Linked DNA regions of Triticum aestivum: region 2 is linked to region 1. Evidence: chromatin contacts called from public Hi-C data. All regions are on one chromosome and are shown on one strand. The core of a region is the stretch at or near the end of the contact, and the rest is flanking DNA. Distances in the headings are between cores, read along the strand shown.

What was found. Hi-C and Micro-C count contacts between places; a contact is called where the count stands out from the background.
Region 2: a contact with region 1 is called in a Hi-C map of leaf, with 3 times the contacts expected there. The contact joins the promoter of LOC123104543 here to the promoter of LOC123104540 in region 1. A contact is called at or near these places in 2 of 5 Hi-C or Micro-C datasets (both in leaf) and 1 of 1 datasets of contacts at active chromatin or transcription factors (leaf).

What each region holds. Positions count from the first base shown.
Region 1 is chr5A:533,695,738-533,702,167 of IWGSC CS RefSeq v2.1, reverse strand. LOC123104540 (polygalacturonate 4-alpha-galacturonosyltransferase) reads left to right here and starts at 5,119. Exons shown (of 9, transcript XM_044526408.1): 1 at 5,119-5,454; 2 at 6,202-6,227; 3 at 6,314-6,373. The coding sequence starts at 5,283.
Region 2 is chr5A:533,943,981-533,950,417 of IWGSC CS RefSeq v2.1, reverse strand. It overlaps LOC123104543 (60S ribosomal protein L36a), which reads right to left and starts at 1,468. Exons shown (of 4, transcript XM_044526412.1): 1 at 1,238-1,468. The coding sequence starts at 1,240.

The DNA.
Region 1 (6,430 bases), core at 3,870-6,369:
CTATTATAGTTGGATCATATGATGTTTCTCCTCCCCCTCTTCTCTCTTGTAATAAATTGAGTTTCCCCTTTGAAGTTATCTTATCGGATTGAGTCTTTAAAGATTTGAGAACACTTGATGTATGTCTTGTCGTGCGTATCTGTGGTGACAATGGGATACCACGTGATTCACTTGATGTATGTTTTGGTGATCAACTTGCGGTTTCCACCCATGAACCTATGCATAGGGGTTGGCACACGTTTTCGTCGTGATTCTCCGGTAGGAACTTTGGGGCACTCTTTGAGGTCCTATGTGTTGGTTGAATAGATGAATCTGAGATTGTGTGATGCATATCGTATAATCATGCCCACAGATACTTGAGGTGACATTGGAGTATCTAGGTGACATTAGGGTTTTGGTTGATTTGTGTCTTCAGGTGTTATTCTAGTACGAACTCTAGGGCTGTTTGTGACACTTATAGGAATAGCCCAACAGATTGATTGGAAAGAATAACTTTGAGGTGGTTTCGTACCCTACCATAATCTCTTCGTTCGTTCTCTGCTATTAGTGACTTTGGAGTGACTCTTTGTTGCATGTTGAGGGATAGTTTTATGATCCAATTATGTTAGTATTGTTGAGGGAACTTACACTAGCGAAAGTATGAACCCTAGGCCTTATTTCCACACATTGCAATACCGTTTATGCTCACCTTTATCACTTGTTACCTTGCTGTTTTTATAATTTCAGATTACAAATACCTTTATCTACCATCCATATACCACTTGTATCACCATCTCTTCGCCGAACTAGTGCACCTATACAATTTACCATTGTATTGGGTGTGTTGGGGACATAAGAGACTCTTTGTTATTTGGTTGCAGGGTTGCTTGAGAGAGACCATCTTCATCCTACACCTCCTACGGATTGATAAACCTTAGGCCATCCACTTGAGGGAAATTTGCTACTGTCCTACAAACCTCTGCATTTGGAGGCCCAACAATGTCTACAAGAAGAAGGTTGTGTAGTAGACATCATTCGATTATTTTCTTAACCGGTACTACCGCCTGCTGGCCTAGTTGTACCGCCTGGTAGGGTTCTGCAGATACACCGTGAGTCCCGGTTGTACCGGGACAAGGACCGGTTGTACCGCTGCAGTGCTAAAAACGCTGTAACGGCTGAAATTTTAGGGTTGCTATATAAGGGTGCTTCTCCTACCTACCACTCTGACCTTTGACCTCTCTCACTCCACCATTAATGCACCTCAAGCTCTCTTGCCCGATCTCTCTCTAGCCACTCAAACTTGTTGATTTGCTAGGGATTGAAGGAGGAGACCTAGATCTACACTTCCACCAAAGGATATTTGCTTCCCCCATACTTTCTTGTGTGGATTTTGTTACTCTTGGGTGTTTGAGCACCCTAGATGGTTGAGGTCACCTCGGAGCCATATTCCATTGTGGTGAAGCTTCGTGGTTTCGTTGGGAGCCTCCAATTAAGTTGTGGAGAGAGCCCCAACCTTGTTTGTAAAGGTTCGGTCGCCGCCTTCAAGGGCACCAATAGTGGAGTCACGACATCTCGCATTGTGTGAGGGCGTGAGGAGAATACGGTGGCCCTAGTGGCTTCTTGGGGAGCATTGTGATAAGACCTTCGTAACTAGATCCGTGTTTTTATGTTTCAGTGACTTTTTGGGCCAAAAGTTATCATGTCTGGTCTACGTAAATTATCACGGTTGTGGTACATAAGTTATCAAGTTGTTTACACCTAAAATTACCAAGGCATAAAAATGGACAAAAAACCTCCAACTTTCTCCTCATGTGCACATGCATGTATGCACTACAGGACAAAAAACCAATGTCATAATATATTCCCCCTCATTTGGAAATGCAAAAGATTTATAGTCCAGACAGAACTTGTGCCCTTATGTTCTCAGTAGGCAACGAATGCTTCGACAAACGCCACAGAAACACTCTTATCTTGGCTGGGAACATGAGTGTTCCATAATAGCTTCCCTGATTTCTCGTCCCTACATGAACTGGAAGAACCCGAAGTGCCATCTAGCCATGCTTCTCTCCGCTGCTGCCTCGTCACCAGCATTCTATAGGCCGAGCAGACCGGGAAAGAGTCGTTTCTCTCAAGATTCCATGCCCAATAATTGTTGATATTCCTCGTACATATGGGGATCACCGTGATAGCTGGAACATCAATGGTCAGAAAAATTTCCTCGACTCTCTGTATATCCCACGTGGCCGTCGTGGAGTCAATGAAGTCCGACGCTAATATCTGGGGTTACCGCACCTTGCTGCCATAGGGGCGCATCATCTCGTCTCCGGGGATCCAATTATTCATCCATACATCCGTGGAAGCTCCGTTGCATATGCGCTTAATGAGTGCTTGTTTTAGAACTTCAACGCCTTCCATGATGGACCTTCATATTTGACTTGGGTGAGGCCCAATGATGTCTACTATGCAACCTTCTTCTTGTAGACGTTGTTGGGCCTCCAAGTGTAGAGGTTTGTAGAACAGTAGCAAATTTTCCTCAAGTGGATGAACCAAGGTTTATCAATCCGTTGGAGGCATAGGATGAAGATGGTCTCTCTCAAACAACCCGCAAGCAAATAACAAAGAGTCTCTTGTGTCCCCGACACACCCAATACAATGGTATATTGTATATGTGCACTAGTTTGGCGAAGAGATGGTGATACAAGTGCAATATGGATGGTAGATAAAGGTTTTTGTAATTTAAAAATATAAAAACAGCAAGGTAACTAGTAACAAAAGTGAGTGTAAACGGTATTGCAATGCTTCGAAACAAGGCCTAGGGTTCATACTTTCACTAGTGAAACTTCTCTAAACAATGATAACATAATTGGATCATATAACAATCCCTCAACATGCAACAAAGAGTCACTCCAAAGTCACTAATAGCGGAGAGTTAGCGAAGAGATTATTGTAGGGTACGAAACCACCTCAACTTATTCTTTCTGATCGATCTATTGGGCTATTCCTATAAGTGTCACAAACAACCCTAGAGTTCGTACTACAATAACACCTTAATACACACATCAACCAAAACCCTAATGTCACCTAGATACTCCAATGTCACCACAAGTATCCGCGGGTTTGATTCTATGATATGCATCACACAATCTCAGATTCATATATTCAAACCAACACAAAGAACTTCAAAGAGTGCCCCGAACTTTTTACCGGAGAGTCAAGACGAAAACGTGTGCCAACCCCTATGCATAAGTTCACAAGGTCACATGACCCGCAAGTTGATCACCAAAACATACATCAAGTAGATCACGTGAATATCCCATTGGCACCACAGATAAGCACATGCAAGACATACATCAAGTGTTCTCAAATCCTTAAAGACTCAATCCGATAAGATAACTTTAAAGGGAAAACTCAATCCATTACAAGAAGGTAGAGGGGGAGAAACATCATAAGATCCAACTATAATAGCAAAGCTCGTGGTACATCAAGATCGTGCCAAATCAAGAACACGAGAGAGAGAGAGAGAGAGAGAGATCAAACACATAGCTACTGGTACATACCCTTAGCCCCGAGGGTGAACTACTCCCTCCTCATCATGGAGAGCGCCGGGATGATGAAGATGGCCACCGGTGATGCTTTCCCTCACTGGCAAGGTGCCGGAAGAGGGTCTCAATTGTTTTTTGGTGGCTACAGAGGCTTGCGGCGGCGGGACTACCGATCTAGATTTATTTCTAGGGGTTTCTATATTTATAGGAATTTTTGACGCCGAGAACAAGTCAGGGGGGGTCCACGAGTCAACCACAAGGACGGAGGGCACGCCCTCCACCCTTGTGGAGGCCTCGTGGCTCTTCTGGCCCAACTCTGTTGCTTCGGGGGCTTCTTCTGGTCCATAAAAAATCACCGTAGATTTTCAGCTCAATTGGACTCCATTTGATATTCCTTTTCTGCGAAACTCAAAAACAAGGAAAAAAACAAAAACTGACACTGGGCTCTAGGTTAATAGGTTAGTCCTAAAAATCATATAAAATAGCATATGCATGCATATAAAGCATCCAAGATGGATAATATAATATCATAGAACAATCAAAAATTATAGATACATTGAAGACGTATCATAGTGATGTTTGCATGCAATATAGGCGACGTTGGGAAGTAGACACTTTTAAGAATGTGAGCACCGAGGGACTCAGGTTGTTGGAGGATTTGCCAGCCTTGCTTAGCAAGCATTGCGAAATTAAACAATTCGAAATCCTTGAATCCCAAACCACCCATCGCTTTGGGTTGTGTCATATCCTTCCACAAGACCCAGATTGACTTTCGATGGCCATCTTTACGGTCCTACCCGAATTTCCTTATCGACATGTTTAAGTACTCACGCAGACCCCTAGGAAGCCTGAAGCAGGACATGGAAAAGACTGGCACCACTTGCGCCACAGATTTAACCGAGACTTTTTCCCCATAGTGGATAAGTTTTTTAATCCAGCCTTGAATTTTGCTCCATAAATGATCTTCAAAAACTTGAAAGCACCACTTTTTGGTGATCCCACATCCGATGACATTCCCAAATATTTCTCATTCAGTGTTTCGTTGGGTACTTGGATCAAACCTTTGATTTCAGCTCGAATATTTTCTGGAATCCCTTTGTTGAAGAAGATGAAAGATTTGCCATAGTAAAAAATGAGACCAACCCAAGGGCCAAGCCTTGTTGGCTTTTTTATAAGAGAAACTCCGCGAGCGTTGCGAGTCAGAGCCGAGGCTCGAACCCGGGCGGGCTGGCTGTAACTCCAGCAGCACAACCAACGGGTCGACGCCCCGTCCTCAAGATTTTCCATAGTTGATTCGTTGCCCCGTCGCTTGACAATAAATATCCAGCACCTAGTTGACCTCATTTGCACCCACACTCGTGAATAAAATCTAAGAATTTAAGGCGCCAACAGGCCCACACATCCGTCGTAGACCCATCAATAAGGCACCGACCGGCCCACACGTCCGTCGTGGGCTTCGATTGTGTAAGCCCATCAGTAAGGCACCAACCAACCGGCCCACACGTCCGATATGGGCTTCGATCGCGTGGGCCCAGATACCGCAGTACCCAAGACCAAACCAAAGCGATACGCGATCTTTCCTGAATTCCTCCCTTACCATTCGTGGCTACCCCACGCCACTCCCCACACTCCCCCGCAGGCGAGGGCGAGAGAAGGGGGGAAAGGGGGCGCGCGCACGGCGAGCCCCTCGCCGCCAGGCCGCCGCACTCCGACCGGATCGGACCAGGGCCCTCCCCCTCCGCCCACGACGCGTGGCCGGAGATGGCGTCCCCGAAGCGGCTCCCGTACTCCTCCGCGGGCGCTGGCGGCGGCGGCGGAGCGAGGCGCGGCTCCGGCGCGCTGCCGCCGGTGGTGGTCCTCGTCTTCCTCTTCGTCCTCGCGCCGTCGATCTTCTTCGTCGTGCGCAGCGGCGGCCACGTCCACGTCGCGTCCGGTTCGCCCCCGCCTCACTCCCTAGGACACTTTTGTTAGAGAAACCCCGCTTCCTATGCCATGGATTTCGTACGAGGCGCCATCGATTCTTAATTTCGGCTCCCGCTGCACCTAGGTTGGTCTATCCGCGCTCGGATTCGCTTGGGCTGCGAGTTTGATGCGCTTCTGCGGGTTTGATTTGGCGAGGGTACCGCGAGAGTGGAGTCCGCCGTGTAGATTTGATTTGTGTGGTTCAGGATTGTTATTCAGCAATTCATGTGGTTTGGCCTCAGCCTCTGGGCACTGCTAGGGTTGGATGGGAATCGTAGCTGCAACGTGTTGCTCGGTTGTAAAACCAAAAGGTAATAGACGGAACTGCGAATGATCACGAACCTGTGAGAGGCAGTGGACCTTCTGATTCAAGAGATCTGGATATCCTTCTCCTGTTTTCCTCACTTGGTGCCAGGTTTTATGTCAATCGTAGGTTGGATGTATGGCTGCTGTTAGGAGAAGCCATACTGCATACCCATGGCATAGTAGTAGTGATAACAAATCAAACCTATACTTATCCGTGCAAACTGAACCATGATGGGATGAAATCGTCTTAAGCATGACGAGTTGTCTTTTGCTTTATCATCGGCTAAAACCTTACTTGCCTTTTTTGTTGTTAGCTGTTAGTATTTGTGAACAATGTTTTGTTGTAATGTTTGATAGCAACATTTTATTAACTCAAGATAAATAAGTGATGGCATATTTTGTTCATTTGCAGATCCCAAGGGTGCTGATGGTAACCAGGTATTTACCCATTCTAAAAGGGAGTCAAATTTATTTTACCAGCCTTACTTTCTACGATTCGTCTCACATTGAAGCCTGTCTTGCAGGAAACAGATTGGCAAGAGCAACTGGCAACAAACAATCTGAAATCTGTTTTGTCTAAGGAGGTCAGAACATCTTGCAGTTAGTAGTGTACATGCCCATCTTTCAATTCTATATTTCTG
Region 2 (6,437 bases), core at 219-2,718, 250 kb before region 1:
CGGCACCCCATGTTCCACTTCCATCCCCAACCGGCTAAGAGCTGCTCGTCGCGCTGCTGTAATGGGGGCACACAGCGAGATCTGCCGTTCCGCTAGGGTTTACCAGAATCAAGCCGCTCTAGCCACTCTTTTGTAATCACAGCCCCAGACCAAGTATGAATGAACAAAGCTAAGGTAGGCATGGCGCGAGCTACATAGTCATGAAAAAAAGTCAAACCGAAGATGCTTGAACAGTGAAAACTAGAAAGGTAACCTGCTGTAAAGGAAAGTAACATTACATGCTTCCAAACAGAACACGCCGAGTTAACTCAGAACGATTATGCCAGTCGAGACTCCAGGGAGGGAGCCAGCATCCAGATTGATCACATTTCAACAATATGTTTACTTTTGCGATTATAAAAATATTCTGTAGCCTATTTTAAATGCAGCAATTGCGTAGCCTATTTTAAAAGTACTCCACAGCAGCAAGATTTGATCTTTGGCATCTTACCAAGCAGGTCACACTGCACTCTCATGCTCCTTATGAGTCCAAAACAAACCAATCAAAACCTATGCGAGTACCAAATGTGAAGGAAGAATCCCAATTCAACAATTTATACTAAATAAAAAAATGTAAAAGACCTTCTTGGAGGCTCATATGCGAGTACCAAATGTGAAGGAAGAATCCCAATTCAACAATTTATACTAAATAAAAAAATGTAAAAGACCTTCTTGGAGGCTCATATCAAGTGTATTTTAAGAAACCTTCACCGCGGCAGGAAACCCAACGGAGACGGCGATCCAAGCGCGCGCCAACCCCTGCCAACGCACCAGCAGCACAACGAGCAGCACGAGCACGGGGTTTTGAATGTGGAACACCAGATGCCAAGCCCCACGCGACCGTTCAATCCAAACATCTCCCTCTCTCTCCCTCTGTCTGAAACAGACACACACACACACACAACACAAGAACCGAACAGCCGGTCGTCAGGCGGCACCTCGTGTTCCACCTCCATCCCCAACCGCCAAGAGCTGCTCGTCGCGCTGCTGTAATGGGGGCACGCGGCGAGATCTACCGTTCCGCTAGGGTTTCCCAGAATCAATCCGCTCGGGCCACTCTTTTGTAATCACAGCCCCCGACAAAGTACGAACGAACAAAGCTAATCTGAGGCATCGCGCAACAGCTGCGGTGGGTCTCAGGAAGGAGAGAGCAAGGTAGCCATCAGGGGATTTCGGTGGTGGGAGATGAGGGCGTTACCATGGTCGCCGCCTGGAAGCTCTCCTCCGCGCGTCTGCTTCTTCTCCTGCGGCGTGGGCGGCGGTGAGGAAAGGGGGAAGGGGGAGAATGGCGGCGCTTGGGTGAAATATTAGCGAAGCGAAACCCTAGGGACGGCAGGTGTAGCTTCGGGAATATGGGCTTGCGGGCTTGGGGCTTTGGGCTTCTTGCTCCGTGTAAGCCTGGTAAGCAATGCACGGGTATTTGGTTGGGGTTACATGTCCAAAAGTGAAATAAAAAAAATTGGCGGGCTCCTTCGAGGGGTGCCGCCCAGCCCAATGAGGGCTCGTTTGGTAGCCATGGATCCTCCTGGGATCCTCGTCGTTTCCCCGGACGTGATTCCCACGCGTAACCGTCGCCCCGGTTTTTGCGGCGACGCATTTGGCGACAGCGGGGAAGAGGATTTTTTGGCCCAATCCCGTCGAAATCCCCGGGCCGCTCACCCCCACCTCCCGACATCGGAATAATTCTCCCCGTATAAAACTCGATCTCTCCGTCTCGGGACTACTTCTCGTCTTCTCCCCCCGTGGCTCTACCTCCCTCCGACGGCGCCCTGACGTCTCCATCTCCCTCCAGCTATCACCTATACAACAAATTTTCATGGCCACCTCGTCTCCATGGCTCGAGCAACCAAGCCCGCACCTGGTACCTCTCCTCGCAGCCTCCTTTCTCTCCTTTCCATCCTAACCATAGCCCCTTGGGGAGAAAGTACGACCACACTTCCCAGTCCCCATCTTTAGATCTGTTGATTGCAGAGGCACTTTGTTACCAAATGGCAACAGAAATATCCCCGGTGGTGAGAGAGGGGATCCCACCTATCCAGGGAAATCTCCCCATCTGGGGTTTGCTGCCCTGGGTTTGCTCCCCTTGTAACCAAACGAGGCCTGAGTGTACTATGCCGGAACTGTCGCGGGGCGGGCAACGCCGCGACGGTCAGTGAACTTCGCACTCTCGCGAAGAATTTTGCCCCTTCCCTCCTGTGTATTGTTGAGACACAAATAGATGGAGCGAGGGTCGAATCTTTAGCTGGTACTTTAGGTTTTGATAAAGCTTATGCAGTTGATAGTCAAGGTAGAAGTGGTGGAATAGGGCTTTTTTGGAATGATGAAATAAATGTTGAAATCTTGGGTTACTCTTGTTATCATTTTGATGTTTCTGTGGAGGAGCATGGGCAAGAATTATGGCGCCTGACATGTGTTTATGGAGAGGCCCAAACCCATCTAAGACACCAAACTTGGACGGTTTTGAAGAATATTAGCACTTTGAGCTCCCTTCCTTGGTTGTGTATTGGCGATTTCAACGAAGTTTTACGTCCGAATGAACATGTGGGGATAGGTCAGCGGAGCAACGCACAAATTCAGGCCTTAGAGAGGCGACATATGTTTGCATGTTGATGGACATCGGCTACAAGGGCAGGTCTTGGACCTTTGAGAAGAAAGTGAAAGGTGGCTCTTATACCAGATGCAGGCTTGACAGGGCACTAGCTAACCCGCAATGGATGACACACTTTCCTCTAGCGTCGCTTGAACACCATGATGCGGCCACATCGGACCACAACCCGATTTTTCTTAATATGGGGCGAGCTCAAGAGGGTGCAAAAAACCGGTCCTTCCGGTATGAGTCTATGTGGGAGAGGCATGAAGGCTTTGGAGATGTTGTGAACGATGAATGGTTTGCTGTTGGGCCGTGCGGAAGTGTGCCGGAGCTGCGGGATAAACTTGCAGGAGTCTCTAGAGGTCTGACTAACTGGAGTAAACAGGCTTTCGGAAGCGTTCGCCGAGAGATCAAAGGTCTCAAGAAGAGGATAGAGGAGTTGAGAGGCGACCCGCTACGCACAGGCCCATCGCATGTTGAGTTGAAGATTAACGAGAGGTTGGCCGAGCTCTACCATCGTGAGGAACTTATGTGGAGGCAGCGTGCATGCATGGAATGGTTGTCATCTAGAGATAAAACACAAAAAAAATTCACCTATGGGCTAGTCTACGCAGGAAGAAAAATATGATTAAAGCTCTTGAAAACTCATTAGGTGTGATGGTGGATAATCAGAAAGAGCTAAGGGATATGATAAATGCCTTCTACCAAGATCTATATACATCTGAGGGTGTACAGGGCCTATACGAGGTCCTTTCATGTTCCGTGTAAAGTTACAGCCGCCATGAACGAAGTGTTATGTGATCCCTACTCCAAGGAGGAGGTCAAAACGCTTTGTTTCAAATGTTTCCCACTAAAGCGCCAGGGCCGGATGGGTTCCCGGCCCAGTTTTATCAGCGGCACTGGGAAGTGTGCGGGGATGATGTGACCAACATTGTGCTCAGGATTGTAAGGGGGGAGGAGAGTCCAGAATGCATAAACGACACTGTCCTTGTCCTCATACCAAAGGTTACTAACCCTACTTTACTTTCACAGTTCAGGCCTATCAGCTTATGCAATGTCCTCTACAAGATAGCTTCGAAGGTGATAGCAAACAGACTAAAACAAATACTTCCAGACATTATCTCTAGGGAGCAATCAACTTTTGTCCCCGGAAGGTTGATAACGAATAATATTATCTGTGCCTATGAATGTCTAAATTTCATGAAGCGAAACAAGTCAAAGAACAATAGTTTCTGTGCACTTAAGTTGGATATGATGAAAGCCTATGACAGGTTGGAGTGGGACTATCTTAGGGCCATCATGAGCAAGTTGGGTTTTGCCCAGGCATGGATTGATACAGTTATGGCTATGGTCTCATCGGTTTCTTTTTCAGTGCTCTTTAATGGTGAGAAGCTTGAAAATTTTAATCCATCTAGAGGGATCTGGCAGGGAGATCCTATCTCCCCTTACCTTTTCTTGATTGCAGCAGAGGGCCTTTCATGCCTCCTGAAATCCAGTTCTCGGTCATCATTGTTGGAAGGTTATAAGGTGGCTTCCTCGGCTCCGCCGGTGAATCACCTCTTATTCGCTGATGACAGCCTGTTGCTTTTCAAGGCTAGTGTGGAGGGTGCAGAAGAGGTTTCAAACCTACTGGACGAGTACTGTAGGGCATCGGGGCAGAAAATTAACAACGCAAAATCGTCTATTTTCTTCATCAGAGGGTGTCCACAGGTTGTGAGAGAAGGGGTGAAAACCAGATTACTAGTGCAGAATGAATCGCTCAGTGATCGATATCTCGAGATGCCGACTGAGGTTGGTCATTCAAAAAATGGGACTTTCAAGTACCTAAGGGATAGAGTATGGGAGAAGGTGAAAGGCTGGATGGACAAACTTTTGTCTGCTGCCGGAAAGGAGATTCTAATAAAGTCGGTAGCTCAGGCTATCCCTGTTTTTTCGATGTCATGCTTCAGGCACCCTTATGTGGAAGTGTTTCAACCATCATACGCTAGTTCTGGTGGTGAAGCAAGAGAGGGAGAAGGAAACCCGCTTGGGTTGCATGGGATGTAATGACCATACCAAAGCATATGGGAGGCCTTGGATTCAGGGATCTGGAGCTTTTTAATCTTGCCCTCTTGGCAAGACAATCATGGAGGCTTTTGACGGAACCAGACTCTCTAAGTGGCTGCATTCTGAAGGCAGCGTATTTCCCGAACTGTTCACTTCTAGATGCTGAATTGGGAAACCACCCATCACAAATATGGAGAGCCATTTTGGATGGGAGGGACATTATGGTGCAAGGAATTGTAAGGAGGATAGGAGATGGTGAAACAACTAGCATCTGGGACTATAACTGGATCCCGCGAGCGAGCTACAAGAGACCAATCACTTCATTAGTACAGAACCCTCCACAAAGGGTTTCTGAGTTGATTGAGCAGTCCACGGCGACATGGAAGGAGGAAGTTGTCCGATCGGTATTTACACCTATTGACACTGAAGCAATCCTCAAAATACCAATTTTCACACGAAGGATCGAAGACTTTTAGGCTTGGTACGAGGAGCAGCGAGGTTTCTTCTCAGTAGGATCGGCATATCGGATGTTAGTCCGGACAAAGTACAATAGAGAGGGCTGGCTGGAAGGACGTGAGAGTTCGTCGCATGTGGAGGCAGAAAGCGAAGGTTGGAAATCATTATGGCGAGTTCAAGTTCCTTCAAAAATCCGCGTATTCGTGTGGCGTCTAGCGAGACATTCCATACCCTCTGGTGATGTACTGCAGCGCCGGAATATGGCCATGACTTCTTCATGTAATCTTTGTGGAGCTCATGATACATGGAGACACGCTTTATTAAATTGTCCGGTGTCTCGAAGCACCTGGGCATTATCGTCTGAGGACATCCTATATCAAATGAGCATCCACCATGAAGAGAACGCAAAGGAATGGATCTTTGCAATGAACAAAGCCTTATCATCAGTGGAATTTGTGATGTTGGTTGTGACGTTATGGGCCATCTGGAGCGCACGAAGAAAGGCCATGTACGAGGATATCTTCAAAAGCCCCCACGCTATTCATGGGCATATAACTGCTTACTTGGCGGAAATACAGGCTCTATCAAATAAAGCTGCAGATGGGAGAAGGATGCAGCAGCAGCAGCGACGTATGGGGTGGATTGCACCTCCAGATGATTTGGCTAAACTGAATGTTGACGCTGCTGTCATCAAGGGTCGAGGAGGAGCGGTCGGAGCAGTGTGACGGAGTAAACAAGGTGTCTTTCTTGGAGCCTCGGCGATAGTGTTTAATAACATCGATGATCCGGCAACACTGAAGGCTCTGGCTGTTCGAGAGGGACTGGATTTGGCAGAAGATTTGAATCTAAATCAAATACAGCTCGCTTCGGACTATGAAGGAGTGGTACGAGATGTCAGGTGTGGAACTGCTGCTGATTTTGGAGCGATCATCAAGGAAATACAATTAAATTCAATGTCTTTCATTTCCTGTAATATAGTCTATGAAAGTAGGAGCTCAAATATTGAGGCTCACAATCTAGCGAAGCACGCATTAAGGTTAGGGCTTGGCCGTCATGTTTGGTTGGGCCAACCCGGTGGTATTCATTTCATCCCTGTAAAACATTATGGTGGTTTGAATAAAGTTTCGCGAGATTGTCTAAAAAAATGAAATAAAAAAATTTAGATGGTCCATGAGAAATACTGCTGTTTCTAAAAAAATGCCATCTTTTTTTTTGCGGGGTTAAAGGGATTTCATTGCTCAAACTGGAGGAAGCTCCTCCAAACAAAGTTGGGGTACATTAGCAGGGCCAGATTTTAGCCAAACTG